2 separate regions of the Mus musculus genome follow, and region 2 is linked to region 1. Evidence: chromatin contacts called from public promoter capture Hi-C data. All regions are on one chromosome and are shown on one strand. Each heading gives the region's core, a stretch centred on a gene start, on an enhancer-like site or on the middle of the called end of the contact. The rest is flanking DNA. Distances are from core to core; before and after follow the strand shown.

Region 1 (7,174 bases), core at 2,822-5,321:
TATGCGCACCACGGTGCACTTAAGGAGGCCAGAGGACAAACCTGTGCAGCTGATTCTCAAACTGTACTTCTACCTGGGTTCCAGCCACCAAGTTTCAGGCTGTCAGGGCTTGTGCAGCAAACATCCTTACTTGATGAAGCCCATCTCACCGGCCTGGCAGTCTTTCCTGAGACAGAGGTTTCCTACAGAGCTGGAACTGCTCTAGAACTCACTGTGTAGCCTACACTTCCTCAAACCTGCACCAACCCACTAGGCAGGCCTTTAACTCCAGCATTTGGTAGGCAGAGGCAAAAGGATCTCTGATTTGAGGTCAGCTTGGTCTATGGAGGAAGTTCCAGGATAGCCAGGACTACCCAGAGAAACCCTATCTCAAAAAAAAACAAAATAAACATACAAAACAAAGAAACAAAAAAACCTTGCAGCAATGTAGAATAATACAATTAAACTTATGTCCATCTGGCTTCAAAAAATGAGACATAAATAATATGATATTTATCAGGTTCTGCACAATCACTGGGGGATACCCCAATCTAAATCTCTCATGCTAGTTTGGCTACTGCCCCAATTATGCTCCCCAAATACTTGCTGTTTGCTGATTCTCTGAGCTTTTTCTGCTCCAGCAGTCTGGTGTCCTAGGCAGGGCTGGTCATAACTCAGAGAGACCTCCTGTCCTCTCCCTCTTTGCCTTCTACGTGCTCCTTCTCCTCGTGGTCCCTACCTGTGACCCCCAAATCTGGTAACTCAAACTCGATCCCCTCCCCACCTCCCGCCTTATTGGCTGTCGCTAATTTTACTTAACCGCTAGTTTAAATTGGGAAGCAAGGTTTATACAACAAAGGCTGGTACATGCGGATCCACTAGTCTGGAGCCACCTTATCTTGGGGTATAGAATTTAGTGTTTGAATACAGGCGGCACCAGACCAACCCTACCCAGTAATCCTTCCTCCGCCTCCCAAGTATGAGGATAACAATCACCCATCACCAACCCCAGCGATTTACTTCTACCCTGAGGCACTGTCTTTATGAATAAAGAACACAAAGCAGGAACCAAGAAACAGAAAGTAGAATACTCACATCAATGGTTTTATCATTGAAGTACTTGATATACTCAGGACCCATGTACAGCGGGGGCTTGCAGGTCATCAGGAACACTGAACACAGAGAGAAAATGTTAAAAGATAACAAGGCCTGTTACAGATTTATTTGCAATTTCAGTCATTGAAGAACACATACGTGCACATATTCCTCTTAAAACCCTGTCTAAGTCAACACCACCTGAGCTACACATACAGTTCATTAGGTGCAAGATAAGGATCGGAATCTGGTCCTCAAAAATCAAACCTTTATCAAAGAACTTTACTATTTCAAATGATTACATTGTAGAACCTTAGCATAATAAAAGCCATTTTCTCACCTATGCAGAGTGTGAGGTATAGCAGACCCATTCGAATATCCAGTCGGAAGAAAAGGATGGCGTTGGCCACTTTACTAAACATAAAGATGTTGCCTACATGTTGCTCCACAGTGACTGGAACACAGAGAGAGCACAGTCAGGCTGGGCTGAAGCTCCCACTCTTTGGCCCTCTTCCTGGGCTTCTTTGAAGTGGGAACAGGAGGGAGAGGATCTAGAAGCCCAAGGTGAAACTCCCCCGGCATGAAATGTGGATCGAGTTTACTAAATACACCGTTCCTCCTATAACACTACAAAGGAGCCTCAGCAGGGCATGAGTCCCAACCCCCAGCCAGTCCACAGCAGCAAAACTTACTGGATCTGCGGTTCTTCATCATCACAATGGCACTGAGGAACATCAGGATCTCCACTTCTCTCTGGAAGATATACAACAACAAAGCAGTGAGCCGGGCTGACGGGACAGGGGGCAAACTATGAAATGTAAAACGAGACCCAGCTTGAGTCAGTAAGACAGAGACACAAGTGGAGCAGGTTGGGGGGTAGTGGTACCAACAAGTCAAAGGGGTTACCCTTGGCAAATGGCTGGTATCGTTCAACAAATCCATGGCCTTTGGGTTTTCTCTTTTTTTTCCTCCATCCCTCCTTCTGTCCTTGAGACTTGGTCTCACTATCTTGCCCAGGCAACTTCTCCTGCTTTAGTCTGTACAGTAGGATTATTGGGGTGGATAACCACGCCCCACTGGTTTTCTTTCTTTGACAGTTTGTGTGTGTGTGTGTGTGTGTGTGTACACCCTCATGCATGTGCTACAGCATACATGGGGAAGATAGAGGACAACATGCAGAAGTCAGTTCTTCTTTCAAACTCTCAGTGCTCCTCCCACCTCAGCCTCTCAAGTGCAGGCCTTCTTTTTTGTCATTTGATTATGAGAAAGGATCTTGATATATAGCTGAGGCTATGATGTTTTGTTTTTCATAGGTCAAGCTGGCACTCAAGTCTTAAGTATGTGAGTTAAGGGAGAAAGAGTTCAGAAAGACTGAAAAACATAAGCACTTCATTTTCTTTACCATAGTCATCTATACCATATTGGTGGGATTTGAAGCTATTATCGTAAGAGGGCCTAATGAAATCATAGAGCAATTCTTAAGAGGTACCTGGCTGAATTGCAATTTATAAAGAAAGACTCTAGAGTACAGGGATTGAGATAAGTAGAGTATCTGTTGTGCTCTTTCATTTTGAGTTAGTGTCTAACTATGTAGTCCTGATGGATCTAGAAATCCTATATAGACCAGGCTTACATCAATCTTAAAGAAGTCCACCTGCCTCTGTCTCCAGAGAGCTGGGATCAAAAGGGTACAACACAAAGCCTGGCAACAGTACTGTATCTTTAATGTAAACAAAGTTAATCTTATTTGAGAGTCCCAGAACATGTGAGGCCTGCCCAAGGTTATATCAATACCTTTAGGCCTTAAGTCCTGGTCATTGCTATTTTAGCATAAATACCTGTATAGGTATTTATTAGCTCTATGTCCACAACCTTTACGGCAAATGTTAATTGTTCTTACATACTGCTTCTTAGATGGTTGAGGGGCCTCCCTCCCCACACCTCATATTTTTGTAATCTTCCCTGTTTTTCTATCCCACCGCAGGAAGATAGTGTGCATAGTTACTATGCCCAGAGTATTCGATTTTCCATCCAAGTCATTTATTTTGTTGAGTCAGCGACCTTCGTCTGCCAGTCTATCAGAGAATTGAATAAGGTTAGACAGCACTTTCTGAACGCTGCGTTTCCTTGGGAAATCGCCTAACTACACTGTGATCACTTCGTTAAAAATTAAACAAAAAAAATTTAATGGTATTTCTACTATTGGCCTTTTCTTCACTGGCGCCCCAGGTAGCTTGGAATCACTGTAGAATACTGTTCATCTGTGATGGAAACCCTGTAATCTGTTTCTCCATCTTAAACACGGAGGTTATGACTAGATAACGGCCTAGGCTCTGCACTCAGTCTGTAAGGCGGCTACATCCCGAAACCTGCTCCCAGATTTTCACATGCACCTGCAGGGCAGGGATGGTCAAGGTCGAGAGCTGGTAAGGCAGGGGGCGCTCACCCAGTCAAAGTCACACGGGTTGCCATCTTCGCGTTGCGTGGGGAGACCATTGCAAATCGGTGGCAGTTTCCTCACGAGGAGGAAAGCAATGGAAAGCAGAGCAGACAGAAGGCAATAAGGTCGGGCCAGCCATCGAGAAAGCCGCGGCACCGAGTACACCAAAGCAATCAGAGGCGCAAGGACAGCCATCTTTCCTGCCTACTCTCTCGCAGGCTCACTCCCGCTCCCCAAATCTTCGTCCTCCGCCCCCACCAGCAAGGCTTCTATTGGACCAAATATCAGATGCAACGCCTCCAGACCCGGATGTAGATCTCTTATTGGATGCTATAATAGATCAGAAAATGAATTAAATAGTCTATTGGTCCTCATCGTTGTCGCTTTTCTAACTGAGTCATTTTATTGGCTATTAGTCTGCGAACCACCTTCCTAACCAGTCTCTCAGGCGACGGAAGTAAGTTGCCGGAAGATGGTAGGCGGGGCTTAATGTATCCAATGATGGGACACTCTTAGACGAAGAGGGTGGTACCCTGTGAAAGTACTGTCCAATCAAAGTAATTAACGCCCGATCCCGGGTAACCAGGAGCGCAGAGTGCTATGGAGAACTTCACGGCACTGTTTGGAGCTCAGACTGACCCCCCACCGCCACCAAGCGCCCTAGGCTTTGGGCCTGGAAAGCCACCCCCGCCACCCCCTCCTCCTCCGGGAGGTGGTCCAGGCGCAGCCCCGCCCTCGACGGCAACCTCGGCCCCCGCAGGAGCGGATAAGTCGACGGCTGGAAGTGGCCCCTTCTACCTGATGCGGGAATTGCCAGGTGAGTAGTAGGCCAAGAGTAGCCACTCAGATTGTAGTTCAGGTGAGGGTGTGGCTAGCCTGTCCCGCTAGGTGTGAGATAACAGGGCTACGCGGGGCCAGTGGGCAACAGTGTCAGAAGCCCTTTGGCGATTCACAACCCTAAGGGATAACTTGATTTTCTGGGGTGGGTTTGGGTTGGGTGTGAATATCTGGGACAACCTTCAGCGAGAAGTTCTGTGATCCGGGTTCTCTGACTGCCGTTTGTGACTCTATAAAAACGTGAGCCGTTGTTTAGAACTCGGGAGACCCGATTTAACATTTCTGGAGACACTTAAGATTTTAGTTTAAAGTCTGTCACAAACTTGTTGGTTTGTAGCAAGTTGCCTTCCTTGTCAGGGACTCGGAGATTAACCTGTTCAAAGAAAGGATTAGAATTGAATCAATTCTTACTTTCATAAAATTATTCGGGGAAATTGTGGTGGTGGGGGGCGTGGCTCAGTGGTAGAACTCTTGCCTGCCTTGCAAAAGGCGTCGCGTTCACAGAATCATTTCTGAGTAGGTAGCATTCAAGAATAAACAAAGCCATCCCTGTTTGGATAGAGAGGAGATACTAGGTACAAGAAACTAAATCAGGAGACCTTGGGGGGCGGGGCTTAGAATATCTGAGGGGCAGAAGACACATTGGACTCAGGAAAGCGGAAAAAATCCAGTAGTGATGGGAAATAGGTAGAGGCTTTTATAAGGCAAGGTAGGTTGTTTAAAGTTCAAATTGAAGTCATTTCAATATAGGTGCAAAATGATCTAATTTAGTGATTTTTAGATATCCAGCAGAAACATGAAAAATGAAAATAGGATAATCAGAAGTTGCCAGTCAGTGTTCAGAAAAGGAATGGTTTGGACCAGGGCTTAGTGGTCGGGAAGCAAATGAATACAGGATACATGTTAAAGGTAAAGCCTACAGAAATAAAGAACTAAATATACACAGAGAGAGGAATTGTGAGTGTCCTGTACAAAGGGTACAGTAGTCTGAGACTAGGAAGGCATGGAAAGAAAAAATTTGAAGAGCTAAAACTTAAGAGGCGTTCTGGACATGTTAAGTCTTGGGGAACTTGTAGTACTCCATACCAGCACTCAGGAGGTGAAGGCAGAAGGAGCTATAGTTCAAGCCCAGCCTAGGAGACATGAGATCCTGCTTCAAAAAAGAAATAAAAACCTCAGTTATCCCAGTATTTATTAGCAAAATAGTTTGAAGTTCACATCAGTGCAGTGTGTAACAATATGTAATACTTACTATAGTCCTTTTAGATAGATAGGTATTGTCTGTATTTTTTAATTGAGAACTGAAGCATAAAGAAATGACTGTTAAGGCAGTTTTCTTTTTCCTTATTTTAGTTGTTTTTTGTTTTTTTTAAAGATATGTATATGACTACACCATTGCTCTCTATGGACACACCAGAAGGAGGCATCAGATCCCATTACAGATGCTTGTGAGCCACCAGGTGGTTTCTGGGAATTGAACTCAGGACCTCTGGAAGAGCAGTTGATGCACTTAACCACTAAGCCAGCTCTCCAGCCCATCTTACTGGGTTTTTGAGACATGGTCTCACTCAGTAAGCCTGGCTTGTCTCAAATTCATTGTAGACTAGGCTGGCCTTGAACTCACAGAGATCCACTTGCCTCTACCTTCAAGTATGTACCATCATGCCCAGCTTCTTCCAGCAGTTTATCTTTTGCATTACCTGTTCTAATTATACCATTAATAGATCAGTTGATAAGTACTGAATATCCAAGGTATGGTGGGATTATGAGAAGTAAAGATTATATACATATATATATGATTTATTTATTTATTATATGTAAGTACACTGTAACTATCTTCAGACACTCCAGAGAGGGCATCAGATTTCGTTATGGATGGTTGTGAGCCACCATGTGGTTGCTAGGATTTGAACTCGGGACCTTCGGAAGAGCAGTCGGCACTCTTAACCACTGAGCTATCTCACCAGCCCCGAGAAGTGAAGATTATTAAGCCTAGTTTTTAGGTAGCCTATTTTTTGAGATCCAAAATACATGGTTTAAGGATTGTGCTTATATTTTGTGGGTGTCAGTCTTATTTATTTATAGTTCAACACAGGAAGCAATGTTAAAAACTACCTGATAGTTTTCAAAATGTGTTAGCCAAAATGACAGCAAGAATAAGATGTCATTTGAACTAAACACTGAAGAATTTATATAGGTAAACAAAATTAGAAAGTTGTTTTCTCAAAGGAAATAGTGTTACAGTTTTTTGTTTGTTTGTTGTTTTTTGTTTTTCGAGACAGGGTTTCTCTGTGTAACCCTGGCTGTCCTGGAACTCACTCTGTAGACCAGGCTGGCCTCAAACTCAGAAATTGGCCTGCCTCTGCCTCCCAAGTGCTGGAATTAAAAGTGCCACCACTGCCTAGCTGTGTTACAGTTTTGTTGCTGTTTTCTACCCAGAAGATAATTAGATCTGCTGCAGACCCTCTGGTCCCGCAAGATCCATCTGGATACATTAGAAATTTTGCATGGAAGATTAGTGGTTGATTAGACTCCAAAGTTAAGTTGCAATATGATTAGGAAAGCTAGGGATGTAGCTTAGTTGGTAAAGTAAATGCTTAGCATGCATAAAGACCTCTCTCTATTCAATCTCCATACTTGACAAACCAGGCTTGGTGGTATACTTATATAATCCCAGCCCTTTGGAGGTATAGGCAGGAAGATCAGGAGTCCAAGATCATCGTTGGCTACATGAGACCTTGCCTTAAAAAGGGCTATGGGAACTGGAGAGATGGCTCGAAGGTTATGACGTTAAGGACATTTGATGTTGTCCAAAGGACCAAG
Region 2 (7,174 bases), core at 2,495-4,994, 260 kb after region 1:
GCCCCCTACTGTCACCGCTCGGGTTCGAACTCAGCTAGCTGATAATAAAACCTCTTGCAGTTTGTATCAGGTGTGGTTTTCTCTCGAGTCATTTGGTTGCTGGCCAGCTCATCCCGGGACTTGAGCGGAGGCCCAGCTTTGTGGGGGGGGGGGTCTTACAGTTCAAATACCTTCATCCAGGTACCTGCTCTGGCCTAACTCTTGCCACTGCCCTTGCCAGTGAATGTCTTGGCTCCAGAATGATATTGCTTTTTCTAGGCTCTGCACTGGCCCCATATTGTTGGTTGAAAGTGTTAGGCTGGACTCTGCCTGGAAGAACATTCTCTCACTCTAGCAATCCGCTCCTTTTGCCTCCTGGGCTTGAGAAAAGCAGCTTGAGGGAAGGCACCGGAGCTCCTGAATCCCAGCACCTGGCACAGAGCCTGATACTTTGTATTCATTGAACCAAGCAACTGATAACAACAACAACGGAATGGGGTAAAAGGAAAGGAGATGAAGAGAGAAAGGTTGGGGATGTTGGCGCTCAAGTCAGACCTCATTATAACCACTCTGATGTTACAAGAAAATCCACATTGGTGAGAAGCTATAGACCAATCAGAACAGCACCTGACTCTATTAGCTGCAGGAACCGAAGCAAATAGGACTAAGTAACCCCCCCACCCCCCACCCAGATCCTGGGGACTGGACCACTAGCCAAAGAGTATATATGGAGGGACCCATGGCTCTGGCTGCATATGTGGCAGAGGATGACCGTGTTGGACATCAGTGGGAAGAGAGGCCCTTGGGCCTGCGGGTGTTCGATGCCCCAGTTTAGAGGAGTGCCAGGGCCGGAAGACAGGAGTTGGGGCCTCATAGAGGCAGGGGGAGGGGGATGGGATAGAGGGCTTCTGAAGGGGAGACCTGGAAAGGGGAAAAAATTTAAATGTAAATAAAGAAAATATCCAATAAAAATGTGAAAAAAACCCCCATAGGACTAAGGACTTAGTATAGTCTAAGATTTGCACTTGACAGTGTCCATAGGCCTGTCCTGTTACTAGAGGCAGTGCCTTCTGCAGTCAAGTGGGGTATAGGGTGAGGATCCTACCACTTGGGAGAGAGGAGCTACTTAAGTCTAGGCTGGCTTATCCTGAGTCCTGCGCTCTGGCGGCTCCAGAGCTGTACTCTCCTGACTGCTCCTGCTGATTTGCATTCTAAATTCTCTTTATCTTGGCTTTGACCTTTTCTCTTCTTCCTTTGCTCTTTCCAGTTCCTTATCCACCAGGTCCTCAGGAGAGCAACACATGAGCCCGGGGCTGAGGCTGGGCTTGCATGCACAGCAGTGACTTGCAGGAAAACGGAAAATCTGGCTCTGTGTTTCCCTTTTGTCTCGTCTTGTATTTTTAGTTCCCCATCGTCACCCTCCCCCCTTTCTAATTTAATTTACTTTTTAATTTCTAAAGAAAGGACATGTTTTCTGCAATGTCTCAATATCTGGTGTTAAGACTGGAGAAGTTAAGAGCAGTTAAGAGCAGAGGTTTGGGAGTTGGCAGTTTGGGCTGTGAGGCATGATCTTGGGGCAAAGTCCTTTCAGGATTCTCCACTAAACTCCCTCTCTGGCCCAGATAACTACAAATTGGAAATCTCACCTAGCCTGCTGAATCCGCTCCAGGTGGACTTCACTTTGAGGACAGCTCCTATAACTAAGGTGCTTTGAACCCGTTTTAGTGGGGCAGCTAGTGGGTCTGTGGTCTCTCCCTCTGCAGTAAGTCACTTGAATAGTCTTTTTTGATACTTTGTTTGGGTGGTGATCGGGACCTCACTTCCTGGTGCTTGCCTTCCCACCATCTCCCTGTAGAAAGAGGGCCGAGCCAGGAAGCTGGGCATCTAATGCAAAAAGGCAGCTCTCTCTCCAAGGAGAACTGTGGTTCAGGCAAGGAAGACATTGGCTCATTTGCTCTGGGCTGGAGAGCAGCACAGCTGGTTAGGCCAGCTATTTCATGCTGATCACAAGCTCCGATGGGCAATTATAAATGTCTTTGATTAATAAAAAATGGGATGGTGAATGAATAGTTAATCAATGCAGTCTGGCAGGAAGGCTCTCTCGGAGCCTGGGCTGGGGGTTTCAGCAGGGGCGGGGGGAACAGTGAAAAGGATCCTTAGAGGGGAAAGGCAAGGCCCCCTCCAGTGATGGTTCCTGATAAGCACCTCTGTCCTGATTCCAGCTTCATGATTTTTATGGTGGGGTTTTCTTGGCAGCTCTGGGGATAAACGTGAGGTGGGGAGCGAGTGATGAGCAAGTGGGAAACAGTTTGTATGGTGCCCACCCGAGGGGGCAAGGTAATGCGGAAACACAATGGCATCCACATGCAGTTGCTTTTGATCCCTATGTCTGGCCCAGCGCCTGGAACTGTGTTAAAACAAGCTTAGTTAGGGCAGCTGAGGCAGGATTACCTAAAGCTTAAAGTCAGTCAAAAGAGAGCAAAAAAGACCCTGTCTGAATCCTAGACAACTGTTGGGATAGGAAAAAAGAAGAGTTTTTTTTTTTTAATTAATTAATTAAATTAATTTTAAACTCCAGATTTTATCCACCCTCCGACTGCCCTCTGAAAGACCCAACCAAGCAGCTGAAAGAGTCAGATGCAGATATTTGCACCCAACCAATTGACAGTTTTTGTTTGTTTGTTTGTTTGTTTTTTGGTTTTTCCAGACAGGGTTTCTCTGTATAGCCTTGGCTGTCCTGGAACTCACTTTGTAGACTAGGCTGGCCTTGAACTCAGAAATCCGACTGCCTCTGCCTCCTGGGTGGGATTAAAGGTGTGTGCCACCACACCCGGCTTTTTTTTTTTTGAAAGAGACTCTTTTATTTTACAAGTTGGCAAATGTCGCTTAAAAGCTTTGTCTGAGGAAATCCCAGTCTCTGGTATATGTAAGTGATGTTTGGAGGAGATAACTTGTTCCCTTGCCTCAGGTTATGCCAGCTATTTTCTTTTTTTTTTTATTATTTATTTTTTTTATTACATATTTTCCTCAATTACATTTCCAATGCTATCCCAAAAGTCCCCCATACCCTCCCCCCACTTCCCTACCCACCCATTCCCATTTTTTTGGCCCTGGCGTTCCCCTGTACTGGGGCATATACAGTTTGCGTGTCCAATGGGCCTCTCTTTCCAGTGATGGCCGACTAGGCCATCTTTTGATACATATGCAGCTAGAGTCAAGAGCTCCGGGTTACTGGTTAGTTCATAATGTTGTTCCACCTATAGGGTTGCAGATCCCTTTAGCTCCTTGGGTACTTTCTCTAGCTCCTCCATTGGGAGCCCTGTGATCCATCCATTAGCTGACTGTGAGCATCCACTTCTGTGTTTGCTAGGCCCCGGCATAGTCTCACAAGAGACAGCTACATCTGGGTCCTTTTGATAAAATCTTGCTAGTGTATGCAATGGTGTCAGCGTTTGGATGCTGATTATGGGTTGGATCCCTGGATATGGCAGTCTCTACATGGTCCATCCTTTCATCTCAGCTCCAAACTTTGTCTCTGTAACTCCTTCCATGGGTGTTTTGTTCCCACTTCTAAGGAGGGGCATAGTGTCCACACTTCAGTCTTCATTCTTCTTGAGTTTCATGTGTTTAGCAAATTGCAAAGAAGGAAGTGGTGGAGACAGGGGAGGGTCCCAAGCTCTTACTGGAGGAGACAAGCAGGAGGCGGCCAACCTGAGGCAGAGGACTAGGAGGGGCCATGAGAGCGGGAAACCGGCCCATCGCGGGTAGGACTGGAAGGATACTGGCCGGGTCTGGCCGAGCTGGGCTGGGTCTGGCTGAGCAGAGCAGAGCCGAGCCGGGCAAAGCTCGACAGGGAGGCTCTGGGCGGAGGGTAGTGGAAGGCGGTAGCCTGGTGGCGGCGAGGCTGCGGCGACAGAGATCCGGGAGAGAGTTGCTGCCGGCTGGAGCGCGACCTCTTGCCTGGTGGAAGTTAGTGACTGTCGGTAGAGGCAGCGGGAGGGTGGGTGGGGGTGGGGGATGGGAATTGTGGTCCGAGACAAGGCTCTTGTTGGGATATTTTTCATAGTGACCAAGTAGCCGTGAGACCTTGGGGCAAGTTCAGAAAACCTTCGGAAGTTTTTGTTTTTGCCGCACTGAAGAGTTCCCGCTGTAGACCGAACATTTATTTGTCAGGCCTTCGAATGGCTCAGGGTGGCTGCTCCTCTGGTGGACTGTATTCAGGCTTTCAAGTCGGGGGTTCTGGGGGGGTGGGAGGGGAGCTCCTACCTCTGCTTGTGATGTCCCCAAACATTAGGCAGGATGTGTGTGTGTGTGTGTGTTTTTTTTCCTATGTGGCATGTGTTGCCATTGAGACCTGCCTTATCTTCTTACCCATGGGTAGTTTCGCGGGTTCTGTGAATGAAAGGATGTATGGACGGTATTTTGGCGGGGGGTGGGTGTTGGGGGTGCGTGGGCGTTGTTTTTGTTTTTCCATGTTTGGGAATGAATTCTAGATAACATTCTATGGCTCAACCGCATTCGCTGGTCATGTATGAAAGTTTTTATTTTCCAAATCCTCACGGCCTTTCTCCTGAGGACCCCTTTCCCTCGGTGTCTTTTTCCCAAGCTTCCTGTACCAGGCTACTTCTGCCTCATTTTCCAGGCTCCATGGTTATTCCATGGCGTTTCTTGCTCAACCCAGAGACAGCTGGAACAAGAGGGCTCATTGAAGTCGAGAGCTTGCCAAAGGAATTTCCCACACATCACTACCAGTGGTCCTCTCTGAAGCTCAGGACAGGATTTGTGGACTCACTTCACCTCAGACCATGGCAAGCAAGGGCTTGCCCCTTTACTTGGCCACCTTGTTGACTGGACTCTTGGAATGCATCGGTTTTGCTGGTGTCCTCTTTGGCTGGACTTCACTGTTGTTTGTGTTCAAAGCAGAAAACTACTTTTCAGAGCCCTGTGAACAGGACTGCTTGCTCCAGAGCAATGTAACAGGGCCTTCTGGTAAGGACAAAGATGGCTTTTTCATAGGAAGCTGTGCTTGGTTCCTGGGAGTTGGGAAAGAATAGGAAGGTCTCTGTGCTTTACCCACCCTGCCAGCCTTTCCATGGGGGGGGGGGACTGTCAGCCCCCTCTCACCCCTTATGTGGAGGCTATCAAATGGGGAAGGAAGCACCTGGTTTTAGAGGGGGACCTTTAGAGACCAATATATTTTAATGCACCTTGGTAGCTTTCTGGTCAGCAAAGTTGTTCAAGGTAGAGGGGAGTCTGGTCTGGGCACTGACCTGGCAGGAAGGTTGGGGTGCGTCAGATTCTGTCTCACATAATCAGGGTTCCTAAGAGCTTTTCTCTCCCAGATTTAAAAGCGCAGGATGAGAAGTTCTCACTCATCTTTACCCTGGCATCCTTCATGAATAACTTCATGACCTTTCCCACTGGCTACATCTTTGACCGCTTCAAGACTACTGTGGCCCGCCTGATAGCCATGTAAGCCTGGGCAGAAGCAAGGGAGAGGGAGTGGTGTGTGGGAGACCAGATAGTGGTGAGGCAGCAGTCTGGCTTAGAGGCAAACCCTGCCCCAGCAGCAGGGTCACCGTCCTTAGCACCACCCTCTTCCTACTGCTGGCTTCCTTTCCCTTTGCACCTTCCCCTGTAGTGTCCTATCCTGTTATATGCTCAACTTCCTGAGAGGCCAGGGTTTCAAAATTAACAATGTATAGTCGATACCATCTGCTTTCCTTGTTCCTTGAATCCCCAGTCTCTTTTCTGGCAGGGCCTCACATCTAGGTGGCTCAGGCTTTGCCTTCATTCTCTGCTGCTTATCATTTTCTGAGTTGTCCCACCCAATGGTGAAATTTCAGGTGCCCTCTAATTAGTCAGGAGCCTCTTACACTGGGAGTTTCCCCTGCAAATGAGTCAGAGACCTCGTGCTCTTTTACAGGGTTCTGTTGCCTCCTGATTACAGTAGTGTCCATGGCTAGGTTCATTGATAAGCAGGTCTGCTAAGTCCCAATACAGCCCATGTAGGAGCAGATATGTGGTGAGGCAAAGAAAGAGAAAAGGAAAGTAGAGAGTAAAGCAAATTCCTTACACTTAAGCTTTGGGGAGAATAAGTCCTTACACAGAAACTCGAATTTTGTTTCCTGTAGTTTCTTCTCTGCCACGTGTCTTTTGAACTTCTGCTTTCTTTCTTTTTTTCTTTTCTTTCTTTCTTTCTATTTGTTTTTTTGTTTTTTTGAGACAGGGTTTCTCTGTATAGCCCTGGCTGTCCTGGAACTCACTTTTAGACCAGAACTCAGAAATCTGCCTGCCTCTGCCTCCTGAGTTCTGGGATTAACTTCGGCTTTCTTCTTCCTCCTCCTCCTCCTCCTCCTCCTCCTCCTCTTCCTCCTCCTTCTTCTTCTTCTTCTTTTTAGATTTATTTATTTATTATATGTGAGTACAATGTAGTTGTCTTCAGACACACCAGAAGAGGGCGTTAGATCCCATTGCAGATGGTTGTGAGCCACCATGTGGTTGCTGGGATTTGAACTCAGGATCTCTGGAAGAGCAGTCAGCGCTCTTATCCGCTGAGCCCCTGAACTTCTGCTTTCTATTTGTTATCTATCTTTACAAAGTCCTCCACCACTAAGGGGGCCCAAGAACAAGAACTTTGGCATTTATGCTAGAATCACTTGAACTTTTTTGAACTTTTTTTTTTTCCTGCTGGGGATTGAACCCAGGGATTCATGAAAGGCAGGCAAGTGTCTACTTCTGTGTTGGTGACTTTCTTGTTACTGTGATTGATATGTATATATGTATAAAACCAAAGCAACTTAGAAAAGGAAACATTAAATTGAGCTTATGGTTCCAGAGTCTATGACGGTGTAGGGAAGGCTTGGCCTTAAGGCTGCCGGAACAGCAGTAAGAACTCCCATCTGGTCCACAACCAGGAAGCTGAGAGTACACTGGGGGTGGCATCACACAGCCAGCCACCTCCTCAAACAAGGCCATGCCTCATAGTCCTCTCCACCAACTGGAACCAAGTATAGAAATGTATGAGCCTGTTGGGGGCATAGTCATTCCAACCACCACAACTTCTAAGCCACACCCCGAGCTGTGAACGCCATGACTTTGAATTTGGAATCAAGATCATTCTGATCCAGGCGTGTCCAACCCTTCTGACATTGTGACACCGAGTTGTCACCTGAACTCTTCAACAATCATGCAG

What was found. Capture Hi-C pulls out chosen DNA fragments and counts their contacts.
Region 2: a contact with region 1 is called in a promoter capture Hi-C map of liver. The contact joins the promoter of Slc43a3 here to the promoter of Med19 in region 1. A contact is called at or near these places in 2 of 39 promoter capture datasets (erythroid cells and pre-B cells), 1 of 484 Hi-C or Micro-C datasets (erythroblasts), 1 of 115 datasets of contacts at active chromatin or transcription factors (effector CD8 T cells) and 1 of 9 other capture datasets (liver).

The regions. Positions count from the first base shown.
Region 1 is chr2:84,674,331-84,681,504 of GRCm38.p6, forward strand. It overlaps Med19 (mediator complex subunit 19), which reads left to right and starts at 4,072. Exons shown (of 5, transcript NM_025885.3): 1 at 4,072-4,331. The coding sequence starts at 4,115. Tmx2 (thioredoxin-related transmembrane protein 2) reads right to left here and starts at 4,498. Exons shown (of 9, transcript NM_025868.4): 1 at 4,313-4,498; 2 at 3,521-3,844; 3 at 1,767-1,827; 4 at 1,415-1,528; 5 at 1,075-1,151. The coding sequence starts at 3,709.
Region 2 is chr2:84,932,902-84,940,075 of GRCm38.p6, forward strand. It overlaps Slc43a3 (solute carrier family 43, member 3), which reads left to right and starts at 3,745. Exons shown (of 13, transcript NM_021398.3): 1 at 3,745-3,948; 2 at 4,622-4,968; 3 at 5,322-5,451. The coding sequence starts at 4,785.